4 separate regions of the Mus musculus genome follow, and all the other regions are linked to region 3. The links are chromatin contacts, called in public HiChIP or PLAC-seq maps. All regions are on one chromosome and are shown on one strand. The core of a region is the stretch at or near the end of the contact, and the rest is flanking DNA. Distances in the headings are between cores, read along the strand shown. Region 1 has its middle 21 kb from the start of Gm26165. Region 2 overlaps Banf2os (a long non-coding RNA gene). Region 3 holds the start of Bfsp1 (beaded filament structural protein 1, in lens-CP94). Region 4 holds the start of Pcsk2os1 (proprotein convertase subtilisin/kexin type 2, opposite strand 1).

Region 1 (4,932 bases), core at 799-3,298, 380 kb before region 3:
CAATATAGTCTGCCTGCTGACCAGGTATTGCCATTTGGTTTGACCTTTTGAGACAGTCTATGGAACTCACTTGTAGACAAGGCTGGTCTCAAAGAGATCCCTCTGCCTCTGCTTCCTGAGTGCTGGAGTGCACCAGCACAAACTGTTTGCCTTTTGTTGGAACTGTGTTGCCTTAATTGGCTCAAGTAATTCTCCTGCCTAAACTACCAAGTAAGTAGGAATTGAGGTATGTGCCACTGAGCGCAGCTTTATTTTCTTTTTAAATATTTATTTATTTATTTATTTATTTATTTATTTATTTATTTGAGACAGGGCTTCTCTGTGTAGGCCTGGCTGTCCTGGAACTCACTCTGTAGACCAGGCTGGCCTCAAACTCAGAAATCCACCTGCCTCTCCTTCAAGTGCTGGGATTAAAGGCGTGTGCCACCATTACCCAGCTAAATTTTATTATCTTATGTGTATGGGTATTTTGCCTACATGTAAGTCTGTGTACAAATATGCATGCAGGGCCCACTGAGGCCAGAAGTAGGTGTTGGATCTCTTGGAACTGGAGTTAGAGACAGTTGTGAGCGACTGTGTGGGTGCTGGGAATTGAACCTGTGTCCTCTGGAAAAGCAGCAAGTACTTTTACCCACTAAACAATCTCTCTAGCTCCCCTAGCTTAGCTTTCTTAAATTGTTCCAGTTTTTCCAAATTTATAATTTAAGGTAGAAAATATGGAAAGCCATAAGGCCACCGACTGTATGGCAATAATGACAAACATCCTTCTAGCCTCTTATCCTATACACACTGCACATGAATTTGTACTTCCCAGCCCAAACACACACACACACACACACACACACACACACACACACACACACACCTACCTTTTTCAAGTGTTATATTGTTTATTCTATGTGGCAATAAAAATAAAAGAGAGTTGAGGGGCTGGAAATCTGGAAAGATACTTGGTGGTTAAAAGTATCTGTTGCTCTTACAGAAGACCTGAGTTTGATTCTTATCACCTATATGGCAACTCACAACTTTTAACTTCAGTTACAGAGCATCCAAACCCTTCTTCTAGCCTCCATGGGCACTAGGCAAGCATGTGGTATACAAATATACAAGCAGGCAAAATACCCATACACATTAAATAAAATAATAATTAAAAAAATAAAGGACAGCGGCTGGGGCTGGTCTGGTGGCACCACCTTTAATCCCAGCACTCAAGGCAGAGGGAAATGGATCTCTTTGATTTTGGGGCCAGCCTGGTCTACATAGTGAGTTTCAGGATAGGAAGGCTATACAGAGAGACCTTATTTCAAAATACATACATACATACATACATACATACATACATACATACATACATACATTAAAATAAAAAGGAGGGCTGGAGAGTTGGCTCAGCAGTTAAGAGCACTGGCTAGTCTTCCAGAGGGGGTCAGGGTAGATTCCTAGCATCACCAAGTTTCACTGCTATAACAGAGTGGGAAGGGTTTGAGGAAGTCTAACCTCAGTCCTGGGGATTAGATGACCTCTTTTGACTTCATCAGGCCCCAGGCACATGCAGACTTACGTATAGGCAAAACACTCAGACACATAGAATAAAATAAATAACACTAAAATGAGAGGCTTAGGTGAGGAGTAGTTTGTCCCTGGACACAACTCTCTCCTTTTTGCTTTCCTGCTATGAGGTGATCAAAATTTCTCCGCTATGTTCTTCACCGTAATACTGTCGTCACCCTGCCATAGATCCAAGAGCACTGGAGTCAACCAGCCATGCATCTAAGCAGCCCAACTTGCGAGCTGAAAAAAAAAAAAACCATTTTTTGCCCACCCTGCTGTTTTACAGAGTGGGATAATGGGAATGTATTTCAGGGATTGAGTAGAGGTTGTTCAGTATGCAGGGAAGGGCAGTTGTCAGGCAGCTGGCATGGGGGATGAGTTTCTGTGGAATCCATAATATAAATATAGCATATATGAAGAAATGAGAGTTCAGGACCAGTTGTGCACAGCTGGAAGTGGTTAGGGTTTGACTTAGCTGTGGGAGTCATGAGAGCAGCCAGCAGACCCTCAGAGCTATCTGAGAACCATGAGGCAGAGTTACAGTGTGGTAAATAGGATAGAGGGGGGAGCATTGACTGGGTTCCAGAGAGCTTTCTGGTTATGAGAGTGGCCAACTTATATTGTGGGCGGAGGTGTGAGGCCTGAAGTGGGCCAAGGCTGGAATAGCTGACTCAGCTGTTGTCCTGCTTGAGGGGACAACCCACTGATTCCCCCACAGGGTACCCTCTCCTTTATTCCCAGTTCCTGCCCTTCTGGTGGTACCCATGTCACCCACTGCACACAGGTGAGGTCAGAGCATTTAGCCTGGCCCAAAGCATTCTTCCCTAGAAAGATGTGTCACCCATCAGGCCCTCAAGAGGCTGCCTGTGCTGGGCCTGTGGACACAGGATGTGCTTCTGCTGTGTCACAGTTGCAGAGAGGGGTGGGTTGATGAGATGCTGCAGAGGCCAGAGTGGCGAAGGGCAGGGCTGACATCCTGAAGAGATTCTTGGGGACCTTCCTCAGTCTTCTGTGTCCTCTGGTGACCACTGTGTGCTGGCCACTGGGCTGGGCTGGGCTGGGCTGGGACAGACTCGGTGTATAGTAACACTTAGGTGAGCAGACCCCATTCCCAGTTCTGGAAAGAGACTTTGCAGAAGTGAATGGGGCACCCAAGCAGAGAGGGCTTGCACCCCAAGATAGAAGCAGTTCTGTTTCCCTTTGTCCTGGGTGTGTGAGGCCACAGAGCAGCTGGGACACTAGCCCTGAGCCAGCCCACTGCCCCTCACAGCTTGGGGAACTACAGAATATTCTGGCCCCCTCTTTCTCTATACCCTGGCCCCCTTTCCTAACCCCACTGTTAATGGGCCTAGAAACCTCCTAATCAAGAAGGCATTTGGGAAACTGCTTCTTCTGGGGTGCATCTGAAGCACGTTGAGTCGGGTAGGGACACTCAGGAATATATCTTCTGACTCAGCAGCCTGGGGCTTCTGATGAGAACCCTGAGGCCTCCTGACTGAGGCAGGGTCTGTGGGTGGAGGGACACACTGCTGTAGCAGAACAGGTTTATCCCGGGGACTTCTCACCACAGCAATCCCTAGAGATTCTGGGTACCTTTGCCTGGCAGTAGCAGCTCAGTATCTAGAGGCCTGACTCTAAATCCTCAGGGGACTAAAGTGGCATCCAAAGGCACTGCAGGTGTCAGAAAGAGAGAGGTCCCTGGGGTGCTACTCAGACGTCAAGTTTCTTCTGGGTTCTCCTGGGACACCCTTTAGACACCCTTTAAAAGGATTCAGTCCTTTCCAGTAGGCTATTTCTCCTTTTGTTAATATTTATTTCTCTTCTGGCCTCAAACAGCTTGATGACTGTGTAAAGGGCAGGGGCAAACATGGTTGCCCTTCTTGTCTTGGAACTGTTTCCTGATGGGTATTTGGGGAGTTATCTGCACTCTGCAGGGGGACTTCAAAGCAGGCCTGTCTTTCCAGACTGTCTGTCTGTCTGTCTATCTATCTTCTATCTATCTATCTATCTATCTATCTATCTATCTATCTATCTATCTATCTATCTATCTATCTACCTATCTTGTATGTATGTATGTATGTATGTATGTATGTATCTATCTATCTATCTATCTATCTATCTATCTATCTATCTATCTATCTATCTATCTATCTTGATGTAGGGTCTTACTGTGTAGCCTTGGCTGGACTCAGGCTAGACTCAAACTCATATCTACCTGCCTCTGCTTCCCGAGTATTGGGATTAAAGTTGAGTGCCTCCATGCCTGACTTGGATTGTTTTTTAAATAATTTTAAGAATATTAATTTTATTTTATGTGTGTGCCTGAGTGTAATATATGTGCATACAGTCTATATTATGTGCATGCAGGAGTTCTGGAGGTCATGAAAAGCATCTTAACTGTTGATCCAGCTATCCAGCTCCACACCCCAATACCCAACCCTTGACTTCTGGGTTTTTTTTTTCCCCCAAAGCTAAAGGAATTGTGAGTGGAAAAAGCCTGAGTCGCCCAACTCCGGCCATGTGGCCTAGAATAGAGGTTCTCAGAATATGCCTAACAGCCCCAGGGACACTGCTGGCTGCAGGACAGGCTCTGGATCCAAATCTGAACAAGCTGCAGAGAGGCTGTGGTGTGGATGTGCAGTTCCAACAGATGCGCGTATCACCGCCTGTGAACCAGAGCCTGCTGTTGTTTGACTCTGGGATGCTGGCTGATGCCGTGATGCAGCCTGACCCAGGACAGTGGAGTCACCCTTGCTGTTGATTAAGTGAATGACAGGCCCCAGGCCAGTCCTCAGCATGTTTGCTGCTCCATCTATTCAGCTGGGATTTTATGAGTTTTCCTCTTCCAAAGCTCAGGGAGAGATCTGAAAGAGAAAACGCTTCAGTTCTGACCTCTTCTCTCCCACATTCAAAATATTTTGAGCTCTGTTGCCCTGGTGTCAAGCACCGTTCAACACAAACAGTGAGACACTGCTGGAAAACTGGGACATGGCTGTTGGCTCTTCTCCCTCTTTTCATTTCTATTAAATTTGTACTCTGGAAAAAAATAGTAGTAAAAGAAGTCAGAAGAAGGTTGGAGATGTAGCTCAGTTGTAGAACCTTTGCCTAACATGGGCAAGACCCTGGATTCTATCCCTGGGCCTGGAGAGATGGCTCCGAGGCTGAGTGCTTGCGGTTTTACAGGAACCAGGGTCTATTCCCAGCATCCATGTGGTGGTTCATGAAGGCCTGTAACTTTAGCTCCAGGGGATCAGGTGTCCTCTTTTGGCCTCCACAGACACTTGAACACAGATTATATACATACGCATAAATAAATAAATCTTTTAAAGAAAGATAGCTGGGCAGTGGTGCACATCTTTAATCCCATTGCTGGGGGGCAGA
Region 2 (4,527 bases), core at 337-2,836, 300 kb before region 3:
GGCTTTGGGTTCCTCTTCTTCCCAAACTCTCTCTTCAAAGAGCTCTATGGGTAGGTTTACGCAGCTGTCAAGAATCATGGGAAAAGGAAGAAAACAGCCCAGAACCTTCCCTTCCAACATTGGCCTTGGAGCATCCAGGGATTGAGATCACCGGATGGGGATGGGAACCTCTCCTGGATACACAGGGAGCCTAGAGGGATTTCTTTGATGGGTGGAGGCAGGCCTAGGGGAGGAGAGTCACCCTTAAGCCACGAGGGCCTGGTCTGCCACTTGTGCAGCTGAGGCAGAAGAATAAATGTGCAACTGGAAATGCGTTCCTTCCTACAAGACACTTAGAAGTAGCTTTTGGAATTCCCTTGCTCTTTCTTCCCTCCCTCTAGGTCCTAGGCTTGCTTTACCTGCAATGGTCTTTTCATTTCTTGTCTACCCAGAAAACACATCCTTCAGGACTCAGCTTGAGTTACCTCGGGGCTTCTTTGGTGCCACGCCCACCCAGGCATAATTAAATGCATCCCTCCTGTGTTTTCAAGAGTAGGAAGCTTCAGCTACTTGCAGCACTTGCGGTTCTGCATATACTTAATAACTCATACATTCTTTTATCATGGCACCTCGGGATTGTTGGTAGGTGTTTGGACCTCTCATCTCGTGGCGGATACTCGGTGTAACCTTCCCGCTGGGACCCTCATTGCTTCTCTATGAAGCGTCTGCGTTTTACAGATGAGGACATACACGGGTGCTCAGATCCACTGCACTCTGGTTCTAAAGTCCACGCTGTTTCTCCTGTGAACTCTCGGAGGAAAGAAAGGAGATCTGGGTTCTACCCTCTCAGTGTCCCCAGATACTGAGAGGGTCCTGACAAGCGATCACCTAAATGCTGCACGAAATAAAAGAGCATTCCATAGCACTGATATGCAGAGGTTCGTTAAACCATTTCCCACGAGTTGCTTTATTCCCGGATATTCTCTCTTTCTTGGACTGGATTATTTCCTTTGGGTCAGTTCCTGGGAGTGGAACGTCTGGATCTGAGATGTGGCGCTTCCTCGATTCGCCACGTCATCTTCCGCCTTTGCAGAGCCCCGCCGAGCGAAGAGTGAAACGTTCCGGGCAGCCCTGAGAGCCTGGTTCTCACCTCGACCTTGACGCAGTTGTCCCGCAGGTGCCATTGTGCACCCAGGGCCCCCGCTGCATCCTGAGCCGCTGGGTTAGATCGCGACCGGGCCTGCGGGGTCCACTCCCCCACCCCATTCCACCACCCCCAGCTGCCTCGCTGGCAGCTGGATTCGGCCTGGGGGCGGGGACCAGACCTGGCATCTTCGCCAGGCGTCCGCAAAGCTCTGCTTCCTTATTTGGAGGGACGGGAAGTGGGGAGACAGAACGGAGGACAGGGCCTGGGAAGGAAAATACAGGGCAGAAGGAAGCGAAGAGATCACAGCATCTTAGGGGTGTGTACAGGTGTGTGTGTGTGTGTGTGTGTGTGTGTGTGTGTGTGTGTGTGTGTGTGTGAGTGTGTGTGTGTGAAGTCCCTTCTGCGCGCTCCTCCAGGACTGGAACGTGGCAGCTCTCCACCCTCCTGTAGTCATCCCTAAATCCTTAGCTCACCGCGGGGAGGGGCCCGGGCTGGAATCCCTCTAGCTGAGCAGGGCCGCTCCTGTGGCCAGATTGCGGTGATGGGGAGGCTCAAGGATACTGGCTCCACTTAACCTCCATGCCTGGACCTCCTCTAGCAGTCTGGTCTTTGTATTCCACTTTCAGCTTCTCTGGGGAGTTCCTCTCTGTTGTAAATTCCCAAAGGACAAATATACCCACAAAGGCAGGGGACATCTGTATAAACGACCAGCAAGATCCCCAGGGAAGCAAAGCTGACCAGTCTAAAAGGTGTTTAAACTAGCTGATAATTTTTAACGTACAATTAAGGGTGCCCAATTAAATTTGACTTTAAGATGGGCAATAAATTACGTTTTATCATAAATTTATTGTATGAAATATTTGATGAAAGAGTGTCTGAAATAATGCATGGCAGACAATAAAAATTATTCGTCGTTTAAAATACAAATCGAACCAGGCACTGGGCATTTTTATTTGCTAAATCTGTCAGTGCTAATTCCTTCGTTCCTTGCATTTAAACTCTTGGAATTTGGTATTCTTCCCTCTCCAGGTCTCCTCCCCTAACCAGCTTCCTTCCTTTTTGCTTTTTGGTGAAGACGTGGTTTCTCTGATACTGTCTTTTAATTTCCCTCCTTCTCTGGTTTTATTTACTTTAGCTAACTCACCCTGGGTCTCAATTTAAAAGTCTTTGATGCTACCGTTAGGGCTGGGGTTGAGGCAGCATAAGCTTTAGGGGGTGGGGGGGATTTCTTAAGGACACTGGAAGGAAATTAAACCTCCGAAAATATGCTTGATGCCTCTACGCACCGCCTCTCCTTTCTTTCTAAGGAAAATGTGGGTTGAGCTCAGTTTGTGTCACGGGAGCACAAACAGCTGAATTAAAGCCAAAAGAATTCATTCCTCAAGCCTCCACCAGCTGCAGCCCCGGCCGGCCGGCAGACAAATGTGTTTGTCTCTAGCTCCATGGGTGTTTTTCTCAGGGTTTCCATCCACAGCTGAACTTGTGCAGGGGGACCTTGAACCTGTAGGCTCAGAGGGACTTGAGGGATCTGAGAGATCAGGAAGAGCAGGGTTTCCCACACAGCGAGGCATGTGGCCGTCGTTTAGCAGTCCCCAGCACAGGTTGGCCCAGTCTCACAATGTAAGCTCACAGGAATTGTGACTAAAAACAAACAAAAAGCACCCCCCACACACACCCCCACAAAGCTTTCCCAAATGACTCTAGCCTGAGACCCTGGATACCAGATAGACCAGGGCTTCTGGCTTAGGGGTGGCAGCTGAGCATCCAACTCCCTTCTGGTTGCTAGGGGCAGCTCTAGTGTGCTACCCGTCTGTCTGTTTCTTCTTTGCAGCATCTTCTCTCCTCCACCCTACCCCAGCAGGACCAGCTCCATAAATCACTCTTCAATGGCCCCTCTCTCTCTCCTGTCTTCTTCTCTACTTCTTCTTGGGACACCTCCCTCATCACATACTGCCCTTGAGACCTGCTCCCTCAGCCTGTCGTGGAGACACCTTAGTGTGATGGGTCTGTTATTCTTACTCATAGGCTGCTGTCTGGTTTACCACATGAATTCTTGATGTAAAAGCTGCCAGGGACGGCAGAAGACCCCAGTGTTTGGATTTCTGAGGCTTGGACATTACAAGTGATTGTGGCACAGGGCCTTGTATTAGTGTTTCCAAGCCTAGCTTCTTCAGCTCTGCACTGGGGTTACCTGTCTCAAAAAAAAGAAAAAGAAAATGAAAGAAAGAAAGGAAGGAAGAAAGAAACAAAAAGGAAGAGATGATATTTAGATCCCCCCCCCGCCCCCCCGAGAGATTTGGCCCAACTCAGCTGACTTAGGCCATGGCTTTCCATCTCCCTATGCAGCCCACAGCTTGGCCCCTCTAATCAGTTGGAAGGAAGGCTCTTGAGGGAGATGAAACTGCATGGTGGGTATATTATGTCATGACATTGGTGACCAATAGTCTGGGGAAGCAGCAAGGGACATTCATGCTGATGACAAGACATTTTCCAGGAGAAGCGTTTGACTCCAGGGACACACCGTACTGTATGGTGCAGATCTGAGTCCAGGCTGGGGTGTAAAACTACTGAGATTTCCAGGGTCTTGTGACCCAGGACAACGCAAAACCAAAACAAAAGCAACAACAAGAACCAAACCAGAACACGGAGGTAATAAAAATAGACACCATTTATTAAGAAAGAGAAAAGGACTCCCAAGAATGAGCTACCAACTGGCATACACTCCAGAACACCAGGCCAGGATCTCAGGTCCCTTTACAAGTCATTTGCATAGCACCTGCTTCCGCCATGTTTGTCTGTTTTGGAGCTTCTGCTGTTGTGGTTGTTGCATGTAGCCCAGGTGGGGAAGAGTTTCTAGTTCTTTCTGGCAACAGGCTTCCTTGCTTATATTAGTCATCCCCTGCCCTCTCCACTTGCTCTCCTGCTCTCAGCTCTCACCAGCCACCGAGAACCAGCCCCTGTCCCCACTGCACTCCCCTCGGACTTCCAAAGGCCACAGTTACAGTTTGAGAATCTTGGCAAATGTCAGGATGCTTTTGGAAACAAGCATCAGAAGCCTGACTCGGACCGTGGTACCCATTTCCTTCAGATCTCTTGTCTGTCCATCTCTGTAGATCCAGTTTATTTTCATCTGGGTCCCCTTGGGGTTTCAAGCCTTGTACCCACCAGCCTGCATCTGTGTTCCTAGTACCAGGATAACGGATCCTTTCTGGATCCAAACTTCCCTTATGAAACGACTTCAGTTTAGCTGTGTCAGCCATCGGGACAAGTTGTCTAGAATTTACTGAGTCTGGGATGGGTCAGGGCCAGACACACAGTGGCTGCCAAATAGTTGAGGAAGAGTGAGAAGATATTTGTGAACAGTTCCAATTCTATGGAGGGTTGCCATGCAGAGATAGGGG
Region 3 (4,740 bases), core at 1,119-3,618:
AGCAACTTGGGAGGAAGATTATAGCCTGTACTATGTCTTATTTCTTGACAGGAGGGACATCACCTTGCTCAGTTATTAGCTGAGTTAGATGGATTTATCACCACATCCAGCTTATTAGTAGGTAGTCTGAAAAATACTTGCTGCACCATATTATATGGGAACTATGCTGTCCTTCTCCTTTGGTATATTTCTGGGATATATTTATTTCCAATGGGATTATTCTGTGCTGTAGAGAGAATTGGTATCGATTCTTTACACTAGTGTGATGGGATAATATATCTAAATCCTTGTCATGGTCTGAGTGAGCCATTCCACCCCACTTCATCCATTTGTATGTACGTATGCCCTTCTGTGTGTGCACAGAGGGAGGCCAGAGCTCAACTCCAGCTGTCTTTCTCTCTTAGCCTATACCTTATTCTCTGAGACAGGGTCTCTCATTGAACTTCAGCTCAAGTAATTTGGCCCCATTCAACGATATTGTCTGGTTCAGTAAGCTGGCTGGCTGGAGAGCACCCTACATCTGCTTGCTTGTCTCCCAGCTCCAGAATTGGGGTTACATAGACTTGTGACACCAAATTCTCCTTCCACCTGAACGAGATGGGTGCAGGGATGAGGGGGACTTCAGGTACTCAGGCTTAGCAGAGAGCACTTTACTGAGTCATCTCCTCAGACTCCCATGTAACTCCCCGCTTGGGCTGTCTGTGAGCCTGTAATTTGACTTAGCAACAGGATGTGAGTGGACTCACTGCCGAGGAAAACCTGGATGAACCTGTTTGGCACGGCTTCTGACATTGCTAACTCAGAAGGAAGGACAAGAGCTATGGTGCTGTCTCAGCCGATCAAAAGACCTGCAGCTAGAAGAACTGTTCAGCCGGGCTGGGGACCCAGAGAGTGGTGATAAATATGTGTTATTTCTCGACTCTTTGGGGTCGTTTGTTCTGTAGCAACAACTGACTAACATGTGATGTCAAAGGCCATGGGTGATTTATCGTACCTGTTACATGTGGGTTTTGCTCTCTGGGAAGTTGGAAATCAATTCATCACCAGCAGTGTGTGGGAAACCTTCAAAATACTCACATCATGCTCTCCTCCACTTGGCCATGAAAACCTAAATGTCTTAGGAGAGAGAGGGAAGGATGGAGGGAGGAGGGGAGGAAGAGAGAGGGGGGGGGAGGGAGAGAGAGAATATGACCATGTCACCACACATACAGATCATACATTGCTTTGTTCCAGACTGAATCCTTTATTATATAGGCTTCTTGGAGTGATAATAAACTAAACAAAGATCTCAGTGATTTTCCCTATTTTTAGTAACTTTAATTTGTAGCATAATTATGTGTAATCCATATGGTTGGTAATATATGGTGTTGCTAAGCCTTAATTTATAAGAGACCAGTCCTTTTGATAATGGTTTTTAAAACTGTGGGTGATACACATGTACTGCTAAGTATGTGGTTATAGAAATGTGAAATGTGTGCACGTATATGCTGTGGTCGGAGGAGAGCATTTAGTGTCTTCCTCACTGCCTTGACGAAGGGTCTCTTATTGAACTGAAGGTTTGCTGCTTCTCCATCACTGTACCTCCCTCTCCATTGCTGAGTTATAGGCATATTTAGCCATGTCCAGCGTTTCGTGGGTGCCGAGGATTTGAACACAGGTTCTCGTGATTGTACAGCATGCTTACCTACTGAGTTATCTCTCCAGACTTTGATAATGATCTTTAAATAAATATTTTAATATGATAAATATTTATATCCTGGAATAATCTCATCAAATAGTTCAATATTTTCAACATTAATTTTACTTTTGAATTTTTCAAAGCCTATCACATTGAGTGATTGTATATATTTCAAAGCTTGTTTTTTAACTCCAACTGCCATTTCCATAATAAAAGTTAAAATGAAACATAATGAGAATATTTATTTGAGAACTGGATAGTTTACTAAGTCCTTAGACTGTAAGGATTTCTGTTAAGTTTGAAGCATCTAACCTCACCTCCTTGGTGAGAGAGCAACGGTGTAGGTCAGTATCACCAGTCTTCCTAAGTCACTATACAAGTTGTCAAGTCCTCACAAATACACCCAAACAGTCATAAGAAATTACTAGGAGGACAGCTCAACACTTACATGCTAGGCCATTTTATCTGCATGCATAGTTAGGAAGCCCTCCCCGAGACAGCCTCAGCAACATGGTATTATTGTAACGCCTTTAAAAGCCTGAAATCAACAACAAACAAGTAAGTTCATAATGAAAGTTGGAAGGGACAGGAGAAAGTGCCAGGCCCTCTGCTGCAGGACTTTAGCAAGCTGGCCTTGGGTGGCTTACACAGAGCCAGTTAAAAGAGCATCATGCATCTCTTGTCCCCCTGATCCTCCGTGCAGTCACATAGCAACAGGCCTCCACAATGGCGGAACAAAGAGGTCCTTGCCCGATGCCCCTTCCACCCGGGAGCTGTATGGGCGGCTTAATCCCGCACACAAAGCACCCGCGGCTCTTCATTGTTGGGCGCCCGCCCCGAGGGCACATCTGCTGACCGGCTCTGGAACGTCCCAGCCCGGCCGGCCGGTTTATTTAGCAGGCGCAGCCCAGGCCGCGGCCTTCCGGGAGCCATGTACCGCCGCAGCTACGTCTTCCAGGCCCGCCAGGAGCGCTACGAGCGCGCCCAGCCCGCGGGCCCCGCCGCCCAGCCCGGGGGAACCGCGCCCGGCCTGGCAGCGCTGCAGGCGCTGGGCGAGCGCGTGGCAGTCCAGGTCCAGCGGGCCCGCGCGCTCCAGCAGCGCCACGCCGGCCTGCGGCGGCAGCTCGACGCCTTCCAGCGCCTGGGCGAGCAGCCCGGGCCCGAGGACGCGCTCGCCCGCCACGTCGAGGCCAATCTGCAGCGCGCCCGGGACCTGACAGCCGAGCACGCGCGGCTCGAGAGGCAGGAGGCCGAGGCGCAGCGCGCGCTCGACGAGTTCCGCAGCAAGTAAGAGGCACGGTTAGGGAGACTGAGGCACGTAGGCGATGTGGCGGGAGGCGTGGGGGTAACTGCAGACTGTCCGCGGAGAGAGGGGCGTCGGGATGCACGGGTCCTGCAGACGTCCAACTTTCAGTTCCATGGCACTTTCGGGATCCGGCTTCATTTACTTTTCCTATGTTTTGGGATGATAGATAGAATGGACCATACAGGTTTTAAATGCATAGTTCGAGTTTTTGGTGTTTAACTTGAGCCAACACCCAAATATGCGAGGTAGTTTGCACCACCCCAGAGCTGCAGTCTCCCAGTTCCCAGTGCACCCCGGTTCTATAATTTCAGGATATGCACTCTCACATGACTGATTTTGACTCCATACTTTTTTTTTTCAATTTAATCTTCATACAGGTACATATTGTACCATAACCGCATTCTCCCCTGGATCCTTACCTTCCCTTTTCTCATTTCTCCTCCCTCCCACTTATCTCCCTTTTCCCCAATTTCTTTTCTTGTATGTGTGTGTATGACTTTATGTGACTATATACAATCTAGGAACTACAAATTGGAGAAAACATATATTTGCTTTCTGAAACTGGCTCAGTTGGCTTTAATGTTAATCTCCAGTTGCATCCATTATCCTGGGAACAGCATAATTTTCTTTTTTATGGCTGAAAAATTCACGTATATATCAACTGTCTGTCTTGTCTGTTTTTTTTTTTTTTTTAGACGGAGTTTCTCTGGGGACTATGTTTGAATGAGTGAATATGTATATTTTAAAGCTTGTTTATCAAGTCCAACTGCTATTTCCATAATAAACGTTAAAATGAAGCATAATGTGAATTTATTGGCAAGCTGGATAGTTTATTAAGTCCATCATCAATCTTTCTGTTCCTGGTTTTGAGCCATAGGAACCCATTTGCAAGAAGGGACCTGAAACTCCATCTCTCATGGGGATATAAGCCTTGCAGAAGCCAGTGGGGAGCAGGGCTTGAACAGAGACTTGGCTGTGGCAAATCTCTGTGAGTTCAAGGCTAGCCAAGCCTACAGAGTGAGTTCCAGCACAGCCAAAGTTACATAAAAAGAAACCTTGTTTGGGGTTGGGGGGGGGGAGCCAAGGTCATGCTAAACTATAGTACCAAGGCCAAGGCTAAGCTATAGCTATGTACACTTCCCTGTGCATGCTGGCCCATCAGCTTCATCTGAAGGAGAGACTATCTCTGCCCACACTCTACAGGAATCCAGTAATGGATATTCCAAAACTGTTTCGGGCACAATGTACAGCCTCTGGAGTGCTGGGATTAAAGGCTTGCACCAGCATGGTCATACTGCCTAGCATAACCTTAGATTTTTTGATCATCCTGCCTCTACCTGCCTAGAGCTGGGATTAGAGATGTGTTCAAATTTGGTGTTGTGATCAAATCTAGGGCTTTGTGCACTCTGGGCAAGCTTTCTACTACTGAGCTGCACCCTTAGTTTCTCCTTCTGGATTTTGTAGACTATGGAATGCTACACTAAACTGCTTATTCCATTTGGGTGGGTCAGTAGCCCTCCTTCTTTTGGTGGGGGTGGTAAAGTGCACACAATGTGAAAATACCACCACAGTCATTTGGCATATACTGTTAGGTTGTATTAAAAACATTCACAGTATCGGGCAGCTCAGATACCAAAGCAGCCTGATGGATTGACTGCCAGGTTGTCCTGGGTCCCCAGATAGCTGTCATCTGTTGTCATTTGGATGAACAGGACTCCTATGAGACCTCACTGGTGAACAACTATGTTGAGATTTC
Region 4 (4,350 bases), core at 1,559-4,058, 320 kb after region 3:
TGTTCTTTCATATGTTAAATTATATATCCACAAAGTACAATGATCCAAAATTTATTTTTATTACCTGCTAGTACTATTACTAGTAGATCACCTTTAGAATAGAAATATCCTTACACTTATAAAAATGGTCATGCAATGTTATCTGTGAAAGCACCCCAGTGAGCTCTCCATCCATAAAAATCTAAACATAATAAAACAAAAAATGTCTAACAGTGTTTAAAATGTTAATTATTAATGGAACTTTACTCTTTTCTTATTTTGCTCAACATTCTCACACACAGTTGGCTGAAACTGTGATATGGGATTCATTATTTTGATAAGTCATTTTTATTTCCATTTCAGAAGAGTCAAAAATAATGTCCTGAGAAGTGGGAGGTGCTATCTGAAGTCAGTCCTGTCACCACTGAATTCTTTGTATATAGCATCTCAGTGGACATGGTTTGGGGTGAGGACCAGGTTAAAATAAAACAGAAAAAATAAACTAGACAGGTATTTTACTTTCTTTCCTGGAGAAAACATAAATATTTGCTTTTACTGATATTCTAGTGATGAAGTAATTAAATCATGAACAAAACCTTTCCCAGCATTTCATGCCCAGCACAACATGTGGCATCAGGGCTAGGAAAAAGCAGAATTGTTTAGTTCCGATCTTCTGAAGATGAATACAGATGTGCACGGTAGTCAGTGACACATTTTCATATCTCAACAGCAAACAAATGGTAATTATAGCACAGGTAAAAAAAGAAAGGAAAGGTAAGAAGCCCCTCTTTCACATTTTCAAAATGGTATCTCCAAGGCAAAGTTCTTGGCAGTCAGGGATGGCTTCCTGGAGACAGCTAGTAGTCAAGTGAATTTGGATTTATGTTTGAATTATTTCCTTTGCCAATATAAGGCAGTTACTTAATATCTTAGAGCTTTGAATTTCATGTGAAGATTGATGCAGACAATTCTACTTATTTTGTGGGATTAGGATGAGATACTCTGTCACAGAAGGCTCCCCTCATCTGCATCCCTGCCCCTTCCTATGTGTGTATAACTAGCTGCTGAGAACCTTTCATACCTGACATTGAGCAGGAGGAGATGAAGAGATCTGCTAAGGCTTAGAGGAACCACAGAGAAGGATGTCTTAGGGTTTAAAGTACAAAATTCAGGATAAGAAGTTGGGACAAGTATAGAGCAGTGCAAAGAGACCAAGAGAGGACAGTGCCTGGGAAACAGTCATACGAATACATTAAGGGCCGTCAAGCACAGCAGTTGACTGGATAAGGCAAAGAAGCCAGGAATACAGAGGACATTGGCTCTGAATACTTAGGTTCCCATGAGTGACTGAGGGTAGGACAGAGGGCAGTGGCTGTTCCTGCCTTGTGGGCAGCTGGGAGAAGGGAAGCTCTTTATGGCTGTAGCATCAGGCAAGATTTAGGTCCAGGTCTTGAAGGATCAACAGCATGTGATCCTTCAAAGAAGGAAAAAAAAAGGCTCATTGGAGGGCTCAATGCTCTCTGGGCATTGCACCACAAAGCTTCTTCAGGCACAAGTACCTTGTCATACATGGGTTAGCCTTTGAATACGTATCAGGGCAAAAGACTAGGATTTGGTTAGGAGGTACTATCTGAGAGGACAAGGAGAGGAAAAAGGAGACACCAAATCGAAAGCCTGTTCTTCATAGCTGAGGATTGCAGCTTGATATTGCAATACAAAATCAGTCAGTGACCTCCTCTCCAAGAAAGAATGGAATGAGGAGAAATAGTTAACCCCAAAGTATATGTGTCTTTCTGTTCAAAGTCGAACCAAATTGCTGATAAACCATAAGATTACCTTTATATTTCCTGGCTTCAATCTCACCATCACAACCGTTAAGCACTCACTGAGTTATTCATTCCCATTAGGAAAAAAAAATATATTGAAAAATTGACAGGGTTAGCCATTATCAGGCTCAGTTACACCTACCTTTCATTAGGTTTTTAGCATCAGATCTCAAGAATGTGTTTTCCAGGGGGAAAGAAAAAGGAGATGGAAAACCATTGCAGCAGATGGGTTTCCTTCCTTGTCAGAAAGGGCTGACACAGAAGGTACCCACAGGTAGGGTTACACAGGTATAGAAGAATTAAAGATCTTGCTGCCTCTTCCCTTCGTAGGGTAGCCCAGCCATAAAGCCCTGTCAACACCTAGCAAGGGTTTTCTAATAACAGAAGCATTCTTGCAGCTGTTGATATTAAATACGAATGCATCTAAGCAGGCTGGAAAGAGAACTCATGGGTTAAGGGTGCATACAGGTGCTCACACGGAGCAGTTCACAACCTTCGGTAATCCCAGTTCCAACCTACACCCCCCCCACCACCCCCCCACACGATGAGATAAATCTTTTTTTTTTCAAAAGGGAAAGTATGCAAGATCTCACAGTCAGATATCAGCTAACTATAATCACTCATTGCCAATGCCGCTAGGACGCTGGATTTTGCCAATGGGGGGAGGAGGGCGGAGCGGGGTTAGGTGGGGTATCAGCTTGTTTCAGGGTTGAATGTCGTTTGAAAGAAGTCTCCGTGGGCCAGGAGGCCAGGAGACTGTTCTATCAACAGGAACCTGGTTTCCCCTGCTCCACCCACACTTCTCTTCTCGGGAGCAACTAGTTCTAGGTGTGTGAGACCCGCCCGCGCGCCACCCGCAGACCTGCGCTTCTTCCAGGACCTCTGTGAAACTCGCTGCCAAACACAGCTGAGGTAGAATACGCGCCCGCCGCGCCGCTGGTGAGTGTAGGCGGGAGAGCCCTGCGCTCCTGAAGGAGTCATCCTAGTAGCTGGGAACTCGGCAAGAGACATAGGAAGTTCTGACAGAGGAGACCAGCCTGTGTTGCCCTTCTAGGGAGGGAACCCAATGCTCTCTCAAGCCTCTTTTCTTGTGGGATCAGGAGGGAGGGGACAGCCCACGGGTACCAAGCTGCATCCTTTGACCTTCCATTCCCCTCAGACTGGCTTCTCCTTGCATCCTCACTCTCCCCTAGCGGTGCCAGGTCCCCTAAGGACACTCCAGATCTGGGATACAGATATTTCGCAGGAAGAGCAGGTCAGGCATGCTCCCCGCCAAATGAATTATTCTCCTCTGTTCCCCGCAGGACGAGTACCCTAACTTATCCAGAGGTTGCCAGAGGCACCCAAAGCTCGAAATCTTATCCAAACAGTTCAACTTGGACAACTTCTTGGAATGGGGATCCCCGTGCTCTCTGGGGAAAACCGCGCTGGCTGCCCACACATCAGGAGAGGACACCTCGACTTTTCCGGGGGGAATCCCCCTCAGAATCCATCTCTCTTGGCAGCGAGGTGTCCTAAAGAAGCAAATTAAGAACTCTCCAAACAGGAGTGCGCTTCTGGAGTGGGAGGTCGTGGGCAGGAGCCAAAGCGCACAAGTTCAGCACTCGTTTTGGACAGAGAACTCCGTCCTTGTTTCCAAGTCAGAAAGCTCTTGTCCACTGGGGAAAAAAGCAGGGACTGAAAGTCGCTGGGAGGGAAGTCCTTAGGCGTGGGTCGGAAAACTGAGGTGAACTGCAACGCTCGATCTTTGAGCCATGTCGGTGGGAAACTATTCTTTCTCCGGGGCGTGGGGGGCTGGGAGACTTCCCTGGCAAAGCAGTCGACGTAAGCCCAGCTGCTCTGGACTCTATCCCTCTGTCCCTAGGCAGCCTGGAGAACTTGGTACCTCGGACAGCAGCCGGGGCGCACAGCATCCTTTGTAAGGTGCGGTCTTATTTTGCCCCCACCAAGTCAAACACCAACAAATTATTTCTCTGACCTTTCTAATACAGATGAAGGACATTTTAATTACATAACCCATGAAAGATCACCGGAGGCAATGTCGTGTTTGAGAACCGATGGCAGAATAGCTGCATAGCATAAAAAGACAGAAAACTTGCAAATCTGCAACGAGATTGCGCAAGGCTGTCCCTCCTCTGGAAACAACATGTGAAATGTATGGAAAAAAAATCTTACCTTTCGGACTCCAAAGCCGTGTTCTGCTGCAACTTGGCGAGCCTCTTCCTCTCCGTCTTTATGCAACTCCACAAGAAAATGATTCGTGAAGACGGGTCTCTCGGCAGACGCAAAAACCATCACACAGAAGAGGAACCCGGCCGCCTTCCACTGGGATCCACAACCGCCCTCCATCCTTCTTTGGGAGTGAAAAGTGGGGCTGTGAGGCGCGCAGGGTGGTGGAGCAGGGGACGAAGAGGGAAGATGCAAATAAAAAATAGGTATGTAGTTTTTGTTTCTGTTTTTCTTTTTTTTTTTTTTTAAAAAAAAAAATCTTTGTATAGCAAAAGAGGCAGAAAAGAAGCTTGGCAAACAGCAAATCTGTACGCTG

The links. HiChIP or PLAC-seq counts read pairs in DNA pulled down with a chosen protein or histone mark.
Region 1: an H3K4me3 HiChIP or PLAC-seq map of craniofacial prominence shows a contact between it and region 3, with 4 times the contacts expected there. The contact joins the enhancer-like site here to the promoter of Bfsp1 in region 3. A contact is called at or near these places in 7 of 39 promoter capture datasets (the C10 cell line, cranial neural crest, liver and 4 more), 1 of 15 datasets of contacts at CTCF or cohesin (the NIH/3T3 cell line), 5 of 484 Hi-C or Micro-C datasets (the HPC-7 cell line, beige adipocytes, bone marrow-derived macrophages and 2 more), 12 of 115 datasets of contacts at active chromatin or transcription factors (bone marrow-derived macrophages, craniofacial prominence, embryonic basal ganglia and 7 more) and 5 of 9 other capture datasets (adipose tissue, embryonic stem cells, liver and 2 more).
Region 2: an H3K4me3 HiChIP or PLAC-seq map of bone marrow-derived macrophages shows a contact between it and region 3, with 4 times the contacts expected there. The contact joins the enhancer-like site here to the promoter of Bfsp1 in region 3. A contact is called at or near these places in 2 of 39 promoter capture datasets (cranial neural crest and frontonasal cranial neural crest), 7 of 484 Hi-C or Micro-C datasets (the G1E-ER4 cell line, embryonic fibroblasts, liver and 1 more), 13 of 115 datasets of contacts at active chromatin or transcription factors (VIP interneurons, astrocytes, bone marrow-derived macrophages and 7 more) and 3 of 9 other capture datasets (embryonic stem cells, liver and pancreatic islet).
Region 4: a contact with region 3 is called in an H3K27ac HiChIP or PLAC-seq map of embryonic stem cells, with 2.9 times the contacts expected there. The contact joins the promoter of Pcsk2os1 here to the promoter of Bfsp1 in region 3. A contact is called at or near these places in 2 of 39 promoter capture datasets (cranial neural crest and neural stem cells) and 1 of 115 datasets of contacts at active chromatin or transcription factors (embryonic stem cells).

Annotation. Positions count from the first base shown.
Region 1 is chr2:144,237,822-144,242,753 of GRCm38.p6, reverse strand. No RefSeq gene overlaps it. Among named protein-coding and RNA genes, the nearest start is that of Gm26165, 21 kb to the left of the region's middle. Within about 2 kb of position 2,048, at least 46 of the 459 cell types and tissues checked have an H3K27ac peak or open chromatin away from gene starts, as enhancers often do. A contact at or near this core is called in craniofacial prominence and pre-B cells, where this site is marked.
Region 2 is chr2:144,162,265-144,166,791 of GRCm38.p6, reverse strand. All of the region lies in intron 2 of Banf2os (a long non-coding RNA gene), which reads left to right. Among named protein-coding and RNA genes, the nearest start is that of Gm5535, 25 kb to the left of the region's middle. Within about 2 kb of position 1,586, at least 378 of the 459 cell types and tissues checked have an H3K27ac peak or open chromatin away from gene starts, as enhancers often do. A contact at or near this core is called in VIP interneurons, astrocytes, bone marrow-derived macrophages and 9 more, where this site is marked.
Region 3 is chr2:143,860,801-143,865,540 of GRCm38.p6, reverse strand. It overlaps Bfsp1 (beaded filament structural protein 1, in lens-CP94), which reads left to right and starts at 2,368. Exons shown (of 8, transcript NM_009751.2): 1 at 2,368-2,965. The coding sequence starts at 2,610. Gm33648 (a long non-coding RNA gene) reads right to left here and starts at 2,215. Exons shown (of 3, transcript XR_375039.4): 1 at 2,127-2,215; 2 at 995-1,116.
Region 4 is chr2:143,546,295-143,550,644 of GRCm38.p6, reverse strand. It overlaps Pcsk2os1 (proprotein convertase subtilisin/kexin type 2, opposite strand 1), which reads left to right and starts at 2,808. Exons shown (of 3, transcript NR_040354.1): 1 at 2,808-4,240. It overlaps Pcsk2 (proprotein convertase subtilisin/kexin type 2), which reads right to left. Exons shown (of 12, transcript NM_008792.4): 1 at 3,981-4,350. The coding sequence starts at 4,154.